Linked DNA regions of Xenopus tropicalis: region 2 is linked to region 1. A link is a contact called in public Hi-C data. All regions are on one chromosome and are shown on one strand. Each heading gives the region's core, a stretch centred on a gene start, on an enhancer-like site or on the middle of the called end of the contact. The rest is flanking DNA. Distances are from core to core; before and after follow the strand shown. Region 1 holds the start of wif1 (WNT inhibitory factor 1). Region 2 holds the start of apmapl (adipocyte plasma membrane-associated protein).

Region 1 (6,069 bases), core at 1,360-3,859:
ATGCTGAGTAATGCCAAGCAGTAGATAAGGGAACACTTACTGCTCCAATGGCCATTTTGGCATAAAATGTGCACACTCATGTTTCCAGGCCAAAATCTGAGCCATGTGTGTGCACCCAAACCAACAGTGCCTGTCAATGCAGACACAAGCAGCGGAGGCCAGTGGATCAGTTCATTCTCAACCAAAAAGCAGCCCTGTGTAGAAGTTCTGCTAGTTTCTTAGGCTTTAGTTACTTTTTCTTTCTTTAATGTTTTTGGATTTTCTTTGTAAAATATGCGCTGGATATTCAAATACAATCAGTAGCAGGGCTGTCACAGAAAAAAAAACTGCCAGTATCACTTTTGTGGCTTCAGTATGAGTCTGTGGGATTTAGGATGTATGACCCGAGCAATGCCTGCTTATTTCCTTTCAACAAAATCACTTTAGAAAAACTGCATTCTTAAATCTGGTGCCAGGCTGCATTAAAGCACTGATGGGTCTGGGGCAACAATAAGTTTAGAAGGACATCTCATTCAGTTTTGGGCCAAACAAATCTAAGTTAATAATACTGAAACTCTGTAGGAAAGTAGTTCTCTAGCAACTAGGCAGAATTCTCTGCGGTATTTATTCACTAGCATGCTTATGGAAAGAAAGCACACACTCCGCAAAGTCACTAATTGAACATGGCTTGTGGCTGTAAAATAGCTCTACTTCAAACATACTTAGAGCTGCCTGCTCTGTCTAGGAATTTGTCCTTGTCCTTCTGGATTTAATTATCTTCCTTGCATTCCCATTAAAAACAAGCAGGGGTCCAAATGAATGAACTACATACAGTACTAACAGCTATGTTCCGGCTTCCTCACAAAATATTTTCTGCAGAATGTTGATATCACCAATAGGTGGCGAAAGCAGCAGCATTAACTATAAATGAACATGCATATACGCACAGTACATTAAAACAATACATTAATAGAACAGATAATAAAATAATAGCACAACTGAATTCAAGATTAAGTGCTAAATGTTGAGACTCAAGAGATAATAGATGATAGATAAATAGATAGATGATAGATAGATGGAAAAATAGTACATAGCTAGATAATAGATGAAAGAGAAATAGATTAGATAGATAGATAGAAAGCCTTTCTCACTGAAACCCCCTTTATCCAGAAAACCCAAAGTCAAAAAGATACTCTATGATAGATCCCATAGCAATATTAGACAATGATACAGTAACTTACAGTAACTTACATTAATTTTATTGTCCAAGGCACTAAATTAGATAAATCCATAGCCAGTCCTTTGGTAGGGTGTTGCTTTAGATATCATCTCAGAGTATCAGCAACAGTTGAGTTCCTGATATGGCTTTCTACCTTAAAAATAAATCTCTTGGAATGATGTTATGATGTAAACATTTAATGTTATCACAGAATTTCTGTATTTAAAGCTTTCACTGTTGTTCTAGCACTATGCATTGCTTATCATTTTTTTCAAATTAGTTGAATAGAACCAAGAAAGGTAGCTTTTTTGTTTCTGACAGTAAAATAGATAATCACATCAGTTGAATTCAGCAGAAAGTTGTCTCTAAGTAGTGTGCAAGGTCCACAAACGTTTATTTCTAGTACTTAATGTTAATATCATATTAGTCTTCCCCCAATTACAATGGCGCAGAAGTTAATGATAGAAGCCATTCACCAAGGTAGAAAAAAAGGTGATTGCATGGATTTTCATACAGAAGGTGTACTTAAACATGTTTTAAAGTTATAAAAAAGGAACATCATACAATTTGTCTTTGCACAGTGAAAAAAATATAATTCTAATTAGCTTTTCAGTTGTGCGAAGGTTTTAGGGAGTGTAATTGTGATTGCTGAAAGCAACATTTTCTGGCCATTTCCATTCTCTGTTCAGCTGGTACTGACTCTTGACACAATGCAGCAGAAAGCAGCTGGATTAACAGACCTGTGAAAATGCATGAACTGAATTGTGCGGATTGGAGTCTTGCCTGAAGCCCTGATATCAATGTTAGCTGCATGCACAAATAACTTTAATTTCATTAATACTGTTGAAACAATGCACAGTGTTGCTTAAAATAAAATGTTGGATTAAACAAACAATGGGGGTGGTGGAGTTCCACTTGAGATTCTTTCAAGAAGACAGTTTTTTTAATTGCTTTGTTGCAGCATATAAGCAATTTCAGGCAAGGCCCAGGGATTCCCTGCGTCATAGAGAAGGATTGGTGTACCAGACACTACAAAATTGCCTCTCTGTTTTAAACAACCAACAAATAAGAATAACTGTAAGCAGTGACTGCCCGCACTGGCAGGAGGTACTGTATGTTGATACAGCTGATGTGACTTCCACTCCCACTGTCCTCTCACAGGGACAGCTCTCGTAGAGAACAAGTAGCCTATAAGCCTTCTGTGCTGCCATAGAAAGGGACAGCCAGGCTCATAGTCATGCGCTCTAGCGGCCCCTGCTGGACTGCCCGGGCTGGCCAGCTAGTTGTAAGGAGGCACCTCTCCTGACTCACACACCCACCCCTCCTTTACTACTTCATTGATTCCAAACAGCCAAAACCCAGCCCCCTTAGTCAGTTCGGAGCAGTAAGCGGCAGTGCTCGGCTACACACAGGGGAAAGTAAATAGTGCCTGTAAGAGCCCCAGGCTGAGGGAGATAAAGTGAAGTTACTGCACACGATGCCTCTAACAGGCTGCTTTGGAGCGCAGCTATGCAGCATCTTTCTGTTTGTTCTTGCACATGCAGAGGCTGGGCAGCAGGAGGACAGCTTGTACATGTGGATTGATGCTCACCAAGCCAGAGTGTTAATAGGTACATGTGTGTGTGTGTGTGTGTGTGTGTGTATATATACTATTCTTACTTTCTGAACAGTCATAGTTTATGACTGAGAGAGACTGAGAAGGCAGATTTCCTCATATTATCCCCAGAACCCCTTGCAATGCCTGATGTTATATTCTTCTTTATTCCTGTTAACAGGCTTTGAGGAGGATATTCTGATTGTTTCAGAGGGGAAAATGGCACCATTTACTCATGATTTTAGAAAAGCCCAGCAGCGGATGCCAGCCATACCTGTCAATATCCATGCCATGAATTTTACTTGGCAAGCAACGGGGCAGGTAAGAAAGTTTTTATATGAGACTTCAAAGCAGAATTGCTTAGGGTGTATATGCCACAGAATGGTTAAAGTTGGCACTTGTAACTCACTTGTACATAAACTGTAGGCTTCATTTTTTCCAGTGTAGCATGTTTAATGGTCTGCAATAGTTTCACTACTGGGTACAATAAAACTATTTTTAATTTACTTCAGGTAGTAGCTGCAAATCTCGCTATGCACCAGATCTATTCATCTCTTTATATGTATGTCTACTCTGTCATCTTTCTGTCTATGGCAGTGGTTCCTATACTGTGGGACTGGCCCCCCTAAGGGTTTTCAAAGCAGTGGCTGAGAGTGCTCAGCCTAAAGGGTGAAAGTTTGAAGGTGTGGCTGAATCATTATAACAGCAATGTGTTTTAATGTATCTGTCATCTTATGATCAATTTATTCTATCTGTAGCTATCTGTCTATCTATATTGTATCTGTCACCTTATGATCTATTTCTTCTATCTATATCCGCCTATCTATCACTGTATCTATATATGTATCAATCAAAATTTTTTCAATATATCTATCTGCATCTGTCCATGTACTACTGCATCTGTCTATTGACCTGTATATCAGCAAATCAGTCTCTGTTTACTTTGTCTACACACCAAATGCTCTCTTGTAGTATACTGTTTGGCAAATAAATAAAAATTTCATTTTCCAAATGATGATACCTAACCACTGACTATAAATGCTGTGAAGCATTAACATGTTATTTTAGCCCAATCTCTCCAATAATAAAACATTCTATGAGTAAAATAAGATTAAATCTGATATTTAATATCAAGAAAATCAAATGAAAAGGGAAGCTGTGGTTTATATTACCTAGGCATCACTTCAGGAAGCATTTGTTCTGCTTGTGCGCTGAGGCTAAACACCTGGTTCAGTTCTGAATATTATTACAAATGTTCTTTACATGACGGATGAATGGAATCATGTACTAGTACAAAGAGAAATACAATCCATTCAGTGGAACACATTCCAGACTTGTATTTGCTCTGGATTAATGTCTGTAGAACATGCTGCCACCTTTTCTGTCAGTGAAGGAGCATTTTTTACTTTTTTTAAATTACAAAAGGAAGTAAACATTTTGGCATTATTATATGTTTTATCAGATGGCTAGTAGCATAAACAATACTCATTTCTCCTTTCTTTTTCTCCTTTTAGGATGTATTTAGTTTGCTTTTACCTGATTACAGAGATGGTCCATTTAGACTGTTTTTGATTCAGTCTAAATTACAAGATAGTTTATACTAGAAACAATATGCAAGTTTACCCTTTGATTCAGAGCAAAATCACACCCTGATATGTTAGTGGGCTCAGACCATTGATGAAGGTTCCAGTAGGGAACTGAAACGTAGGACTAATAAATCTCGCCTTCTGCATTCAACTATGACTTGTTGTCCTTGAAAACGATCTTGAAATCCTGTGAGTGCAGACATTTTCTAATGTTATATATATATATATATATATATATATATATATATATATATATATATATATATATATAAAGAACAAGAGAAGCCGGCACTCACGTGCATGTCAAAATACCTTGCCTGGGTGCAGTCATGAAGAAATAGGTGAATACAAAATCCGGAGGTTAGGTACTGCTCACACAGGACTTAAGGTTCACTCTTAATTCTTTATTACAGAGTCATGGCAACTGACGTTTCGGCTGCAACACCAGCCTTTGTCAAAGTTACACAGTGAAATTTACACAGAACTTATATATTGTGTTTGGCAGGAAAACAAACGGACAGTAACGTGAAAGTGTAACACTCAATCACATCAAACGCGACATCAAAACCCACCCCCTAAGTGCAAGCCCACAAGTATCCCAACATTACAGATCACAAATAAAAAATAAAAATCTTACAAAAATAAAAATACAACATGTGAGAGAATAAAGTATATTGATTCTCAGAATTCTGAGAATCGGTATACTTTATTCTCTCACACGTTTTATTTACCTTTGTATTTTCACATTTGATGTGATTGAGTGTAACACTTTCTCATTACTGTCCGTTTGTTTTCCCACCAGACACAATATATAAGGTCTGTGTAAATTTCACTGTGTAACTTTGAAAGGCTGGTGTTGCAGCCGAAACGTCAGTTGTCATGCCTCTTTAATAAAGCATTAAAAATGAACCTTAAATCATGTGTGAGCGGTACCTAACCTCCGGATTACATATATATATATATATATATGTATATATATATATATATATATATAAATCTGGTATCATATATATTGAAACGTTTTATTAAGTTGTACAAGATAAGGGTATGATTGTCGGTGATCTTATTCTTTGTTTGCATAACAGCTTTCCTGTCTGTTGCAGAATATATCGGAAAAACCAAATACTTAGCCTTTCTGTACTCTGCAAAGCCTTCTGGCATTCTCCACATGGCAGCCCTACCTCTAGTTCTGTATAGTTTGCATGTGCCTGCAGCTGCCTTATATATTCCTATAGGCTGGGCAAAGTAGTTTTAGATGCATACAGAATGTGTAACTGTGAATATTGCACCTAAGGAGGGGGTTGGTCCCTGAAAGCTTGTGCCATATATTTGTGCAAATAAATGTGTTAAAGGCATTTGCTGGTATGAAGGTGTGCTTCTTCCCTACATGATACTTCATATAGATTGAATATCTTGGGTTCTATAAGGGTATGGAAACTTTCACATAATTATTTGTGAATAATACAAATGCATAAAACATTATGGATTTCATTATCTAGTATTTTAGTGGTTCTTTAGAGTGAAATTTCAGCCCATGAATGTGATTTTAGTAGGGAGTGATTTTACATATGGCTTTAATATGATCTCCATGTAAATTTAATATTATGCTCCTTTGTGTTCCCTAATCTCCCTGGTGTCCTTTTAGTTTTCTGCTTTCATCCTCATTGCCCATTTCAGTAGCCAACACCATT
Region 2 (6,069 bases), core at 1,984-4,483, 170 kb after region 1:
AAAGCTGCAGTTGTTCTCCTGTTGGAAGGCTGTTTTAAAACACAGTATAACATTGACAGGGTTTCAGAATTTAAAATGTAGTGTTTTGTATGAAAACAATAAGGAGCAGGTAGTCTGAGCCATTAGACAAGGTTCATGGTTTGCATAATATGGTATATATATGGTACATATACAGTATAAATGATATATCAAATTGGAGACAGAAGTCTAGTTTCCATGTACCATTATACACTACAGTTCTTTAAGTCCTATGTGTTTAAATTTACAGTTTATTCTACACAGTACATAACAAGTGAGAATTTAATCAGCAGAACTCAATTCTAAATCCTGCTGAAACTCATAGCACAATAAGTTTCCATTGCCTGAAGGGTTTTGGGCTCGGCAAACAGCTGAAGGCGTCTCCAAACTATTGTTTTTTGCCTGTACTTTGATCATTAGCACTGCCTATATTTATTGTATTTTATGGCATTCTATATAGTTGCTGTCTAATTTCCATGGAAATATTGTATAATTAAAACTGGCTATCTACACAGAAGTGATTTTGTGTTGCTCTGACCAGAAAAATATAGTTTAAAGAAAACTATAGAGATGATCATTATACATGGGCTGATATACAGGTAAGCTGCCAATTTGGCTCCTCCAGGCAGCATGTGTATAAGGGACTCCCAATGGAGGTCCATACTCAGTAGGTCTCTGTAGGCCCACAATATGATATGATCCACAAAATTTGTCCCAGTATTTGGGTGGCCATAATTTGCAGAGATCTGCATGGTTTGCAACCTTGCCAAACAAGCAGATTTAAAAATGTAAGGCAAATATCTGGTTATTCTGGCCCTGCTAACTGACCACAAGACAATATTTGTCTGTATAGCTATAAACCTGATTAAGGACTCATGCTTTCTTATGCTATGCTACTATAGTTACATATTCCATACTTATATTGCCCCCTGCTGGCTACCTGTTGTGAGAGGTGGAGTAGAAGATTGAGACCAGACAACTAGTACTTAATGATTCAGTAACTATTTCATAGATGCTAAAGCAAGAGGAAACTAATTATACAGTATATTCACCTGTTCCATTAGTCAAATGGAAAAACAAACACTGAGGGTATGACTGCCCCTTTTAAAGGGCTGTAGAGCTTTTCCCACAGCAGGCGCATTATGATCTAATGTAGAACATATGTCAGATACCCAATCTTTGCCACAGCTGCAAACATTTGCTGGCCAGATCTATGCACACTGGATGTGGCACTTAAACAAATACAAAGAGATGGTGGAAAACGTTGTTTTATTTAAAGGGAAACTCCACATTCATTTTTTTGTTTGTTTGTTTGTTTGTTTGCATAATTAAAGAAAAATGTAATTCTCAGCCACTTTTCAGAATACATTAAACCTGATCTAACACATACTGCAAGGAATGGCTACCAGTCATGTTACCCACAGCAACCATCATCATTGCTGGTAATTTACAGTCAGCTGTTTGAAAGCCATTGATATGTGTGACTAGACCTGTGCAAATGTTGCTCCTATTATTGTTACCATACTTATTATCCAATAATAAACATGGCCATAAACATGCAGATTTAAACTGTCCATTCAGCCCCTTCAGTCCATGTGGTTCTTGTCTGAAGGGTCACCAAAGCAGTTACCCATAGCAACCAATCAGTGATTAGCTTTTTTTTCAGCCAGCTGCAGATAAAATAATAAAAGCAAAGTTGCATTTGTTTGCCATGGGTTACTACCCAGGTGCAAACTTACCCAGTTTTAATAAACACCAATGTATATTGGAAATTATCTTAGAATTTCATTAATAACACATGTTCAAAGATTTTAACGTTATTGGTAAATATAGTTTCTACATATCTGTCTGTTTCGTGTTATTGTCTGCTATCACTGCTGGTTCTGACTATTACAACAATGAGCACAACAGAGGCTTATTCCGCACACCCTAGCTCTCCAAATCAGAACGCCCGGTGCACACTGCCAGAGGGATCGGCACCCTCCCAGAATCCAGTAGAACAGCAAAAAGCAAATGGCACTCAGGGCTTAGAGGGAAAATTCCTTTTTAAAAAAGATTTTATTTGCGAAACAATGCAATGTTTCGAGGCAAAAATAGCCCCTTTATCAAGCTTGATAAAGGGGCTATTTTTGCCTCGAAACGTTGCATTGTTTCGCAAATAAAATCTTTTTTAAAAAGGAATTTTCCCTCTAAGCCCTGAGTGCCATTTGCTTTTTGCTGTATTACAACAATGAGGCCAGAGCCAGCTCTCCTGTAGCCAAGACTCCATTTTCTGCAATGCTGTGCATGTTTCTTTACAAGTTTGTTGTCAGCTGATGTCTCCTATATTATTTAATAGGGAAAACCACCAGTACAAAAATAGCACTGATATAGCTTGAAAAAGAGCCATGTAGGCTTAAAATGTTGCTTTCTGTGCCCTAACTACTTATTAAAGGCACTTTTATTATCATATATATTGGAGTGCTGCCATCTGGATTTTTTGAAAGACTAAATGGACCAGACAGACATTGCTTTTAATAATATTACTTCAATTGACTTGACGTTTGTGCCCCGCCTTATGGGGGATCACGTGACTAGGCTGCAGGTGAGGGGAGGACACAATGTGCCTGTTCTGGCTGCCTCATTGCTATTAAGCTATGATGCATTATGTGAGTGTGCCGGTTACTGTAGCGTGTGTCCTCCCCTGCCCCGCCAGCGGCTCTCTGCACTAAAAACACAAAGCTCTGCACTACTATGGCTCTGTTACATTATAACGATCAGCACTAAGCACCTCTGCTAAACAGGAGACCGCCCCTGTCTAGGACTGTAGCTGCTGAACTACAAGTCTCATAGCTGTTCATGTTGTTTCCCCTGAGCCTAAAGCGCTGCGCCTCCTCTTACATGGATCCTGGGCGGTGGGAGGATTTCGGAACGGATAAGCTGGATTGGGTGCGATCACTCGGGATGGAGTCTGGATGTATTAGAAAAGATTGTGCTGGAAACGCCGTGCTGGGGCTACAGAGGAGGAGCGAGTGCGGCTGTACGGAGGGGTCACTCAGAGTGCATGGTTCCAGCTCCCTGTGGGCAAAGCTTAAATACACACAATAAGCACAAACACAATTTCCTTACTCCTCCTCAGGCAGTTCTCTCCCATTCATTCCCACACACCTGATTTTCTCCCAGAGTTCTACAGGCAACATAACACTCTAATATCGCCACTGCTTGATAACAGCAGCTGCTTACTGTGGGGCAGGGGCCTGTGCCTCTATATGAGCGTTTTAGGGTGGCTGCTGGGTACAAATCAAATACAAAAAAGAGAGAATTTTTTTGTGCTATGCCTTAAAACGTAACCTTTATTAGTATATTTCATAGATCTAAAAACAAAACCCAAATTCATTACACACCAATTTCATAAAATTAAACTAAAATCAATGAATTAATCCCGGTTATCTGATTTTCTTAATTAATCTCTTTCATAATTCATCATACAATAATTAATAGTTCCAAATTAAGCCAAAACCGGAATGTTAGGGTTAAGTAGGGGGGGGGCAAGTCATTCATATAATACACTATATACAGAATATACAGCAGAATAGTGTCCCCACACAAAAGGTACAAGTACTCCTGACCAAAGTGGGAATGACAAACAGTGACAATAAGGTGATCCTGCCGACTGTTTCACAGCCTGGTCTCTGCACGCCCATTAGCTGAACAACAGCCAGATGAGCCACTCACAGGCTGTGTATCATGGGTGGTAAATGGCGCATCACATATTATATAACCACACTGGTAACGTATCTTTAGTGGAACTGAAGTTTATAACAGACAACTGCAAAATACAATGAGCATTATTCACCCCCAAAGCCCATGTGTTTAGTCAAAGTAAAGATGGTTCGTATCAAAAACCACTACGCGAGTTCCACATAATAGCACCCTTATCCCCGTGTCCCAGGCTCCGACACTAATATAGCGAAGGCGCAGTAGCGGAGGGATACACCCATCGCTATACGTTGGAGCACTAGCGGCTATCAGAAGCCGCACTAATAAGCAGGTTCCGATGCAGACCTCACTAATCCCTCCTGACCATCACCCACCCGAACTCCAGCACCCCACCTCAACTCGCAGCTATCAGGAGCCGTGCCCAAAGTCTGGACAGATCAGTCCTGTCTACTAGTGTCCATGAGAGACCTCCCCCTGTGTCCCACATCCTACGAGTTTTGTCACACTACCCGTGACTTCTTCATTGGTTGGATTTCGAATACCTCTGTCTATAAATATCCTGCTACTGATGATGCCAACTGTTCAAGGTATTCCTGATTCAAATTCGCAGTGCCCCCTGCAGATAAAGGGATCATTTAGACGCCTAATTGATATTTAGTCAGTGCCACTCGGGTAATTGGAGATAAAGGTAAAAGAAAGAAAAAATATAATGTAATATAGATATGGATACTCAATAAAGATGATAATATATGCATACATGTTCACATGAATTATTACTCAACGGTGGAAAAATTATTAGTTGTAAAATGTCCTAGTTCCTAACTATAAATGGGATGAATGTGAATCCTTCATTCAAACCCCATGGAGATTTAGTCTTCAGTCTATATATCCACTGACATTCTTTTTTCAACAGTATATTTTCAATATCTCCTTTTCTGGTTCCAAGTTTTACTTTTTCAATCCCAAATAGAGATTGCTCTCACATCTGAATTGTGAAAATCACAAATATGTCTCGCTAGAGGAGTGTCTTTATTGTTAATGATGGTCCCAATGTGCTCTAAAACCCTTTTAAGTAGTTCTCTAAAGGTTTTGCCCACATATATCAATGGGCATTTACACATCCCAACATAAATCACCCCTGCCGTGCGGCAATTGATAAATTGTCTAATTTCAAATGTATACGAAGAACCAGATCTTTGAAAGTATTTCCTAGGTTCCATATACTGGCAGGCCTCACATCTGTGACATTTGTAAGAGCCAACGGTCGGGGTATGTGTTGGTGAATTGTGTTTCTCCTGAAAGTGGCTATGGACTAGCATATCTGCCAGACTTACAGATCTCCTGGCCACTATTGATAGTTTATTAGGTAGTACCTTTTGTAAATTCTGATCTCCTTTCAATACATTCCAATATTTGCCCATAATGGACTTAATACTCGACCATTGGTTGTTATAAATACCAGTGCATCTAATTTCAGTAGGAGGTTGATCACTACCCCCATCTTGGGAACCATACAGGAGTGTTTGCCGATCTGAGTTTAGTGCCCTTTGATAGGCCCTCTTTAGACAATGTCTCGGGTACTCCCGTTGTTAAAATCTATTGCGTAAGTCAAAGCTTTAATTTTAAAGTCATCTATATCCGAACAGTTTCTTCTAAGTCTCAAGTAGTGTCCCAGTGGTATACCCTTCTTCAGGGATGTCGATGAAAGCTTGTATAGTTCAAGAGGCTATTAGTAGCGGTGGGTTTCTGATAAATCCTTGTCACAATTGAACCAGTTGCAGCACTCTCTAACAACAGATCTAAGAATGGTAGTTTGCCCTCTCCAAATTCACTCGTAAAGTGTAAGCCTGCAGCATTATTATTAAGGTGAGAGATCATGCTATGAAACTCATCTTTACCCCCCTCGCCGCCATATTATCAGTATATCATCGATAGATATCTCTAAATTACTTTAGAAAGATAGGGATTTTTTGAAGAGCCTAAAGCAATTTCTTGTTCCCACCAACCCAGAAAAAGATTGGCATAACTGGGGGCACAGGAACTGCCCATGGCGGTTCCCTTGGTCTGATGGTAAATCTTACCACCAAATAGAAAGTAGCCCAATCAGGAAGGCAGCTTACTCATCACCATAATTCTTAGTGAGAAAAGTCTAGCGGCTTGAAGTCCCTTATTATGCGGAATGCTTGTGTATAGTTTACCTTCTTCCAAAAGAACCCTATCAGTTCTTATCAGTTAGGAGATCAAGTGCCATCCTTTTATAGTCTAACTTATTCATTAGAACCACATTGCTGCCCTTATCTGCTGGTTTTATTTCAATATAATCACAATTCCTTAATTCCTCTATCGACACTG

The links. A called contact is a pair of places that touch in the nucleus more often than the background predicts.
Region 2: a Hi-C map of gastrula embryo shows a contact between it and region 1, with 1.9 times the contacts expected there. The contact joins the promoter of apmapl here to the promoter of wif1 in region 1. A contact is called at or near these places in 2 of 5 Hi-C or Micro-C datasets (gastrula embryo and neurula embryo).

Annotation. Positions count from the first base shown.
Region 1 is chr3:57,731,090-57,737,158 of UCB_Xtro_10.0, forward strand. wif1 (WNT inhibitory factor 1) reads left to right here and starts at 2,610. Exons shown (of 10, transcript NM_001112915.2): 1 at 2,610-2,808; 2 at 2,974-3,113. The coding sequence starts at 2,676.
Region 2 is chr3:57,902,986-57,909,054 of UCB_Xtro_10.0, forward strand. apmapl (adipocyte plasma membrane-associated protein) reads right to left here and starts at 3,234. Exons shown (of 9, transcript XM_031898919.1): 1 at 3,166-3,234; 2 at 2,899-3,087. The coding sequence starts at 3,197.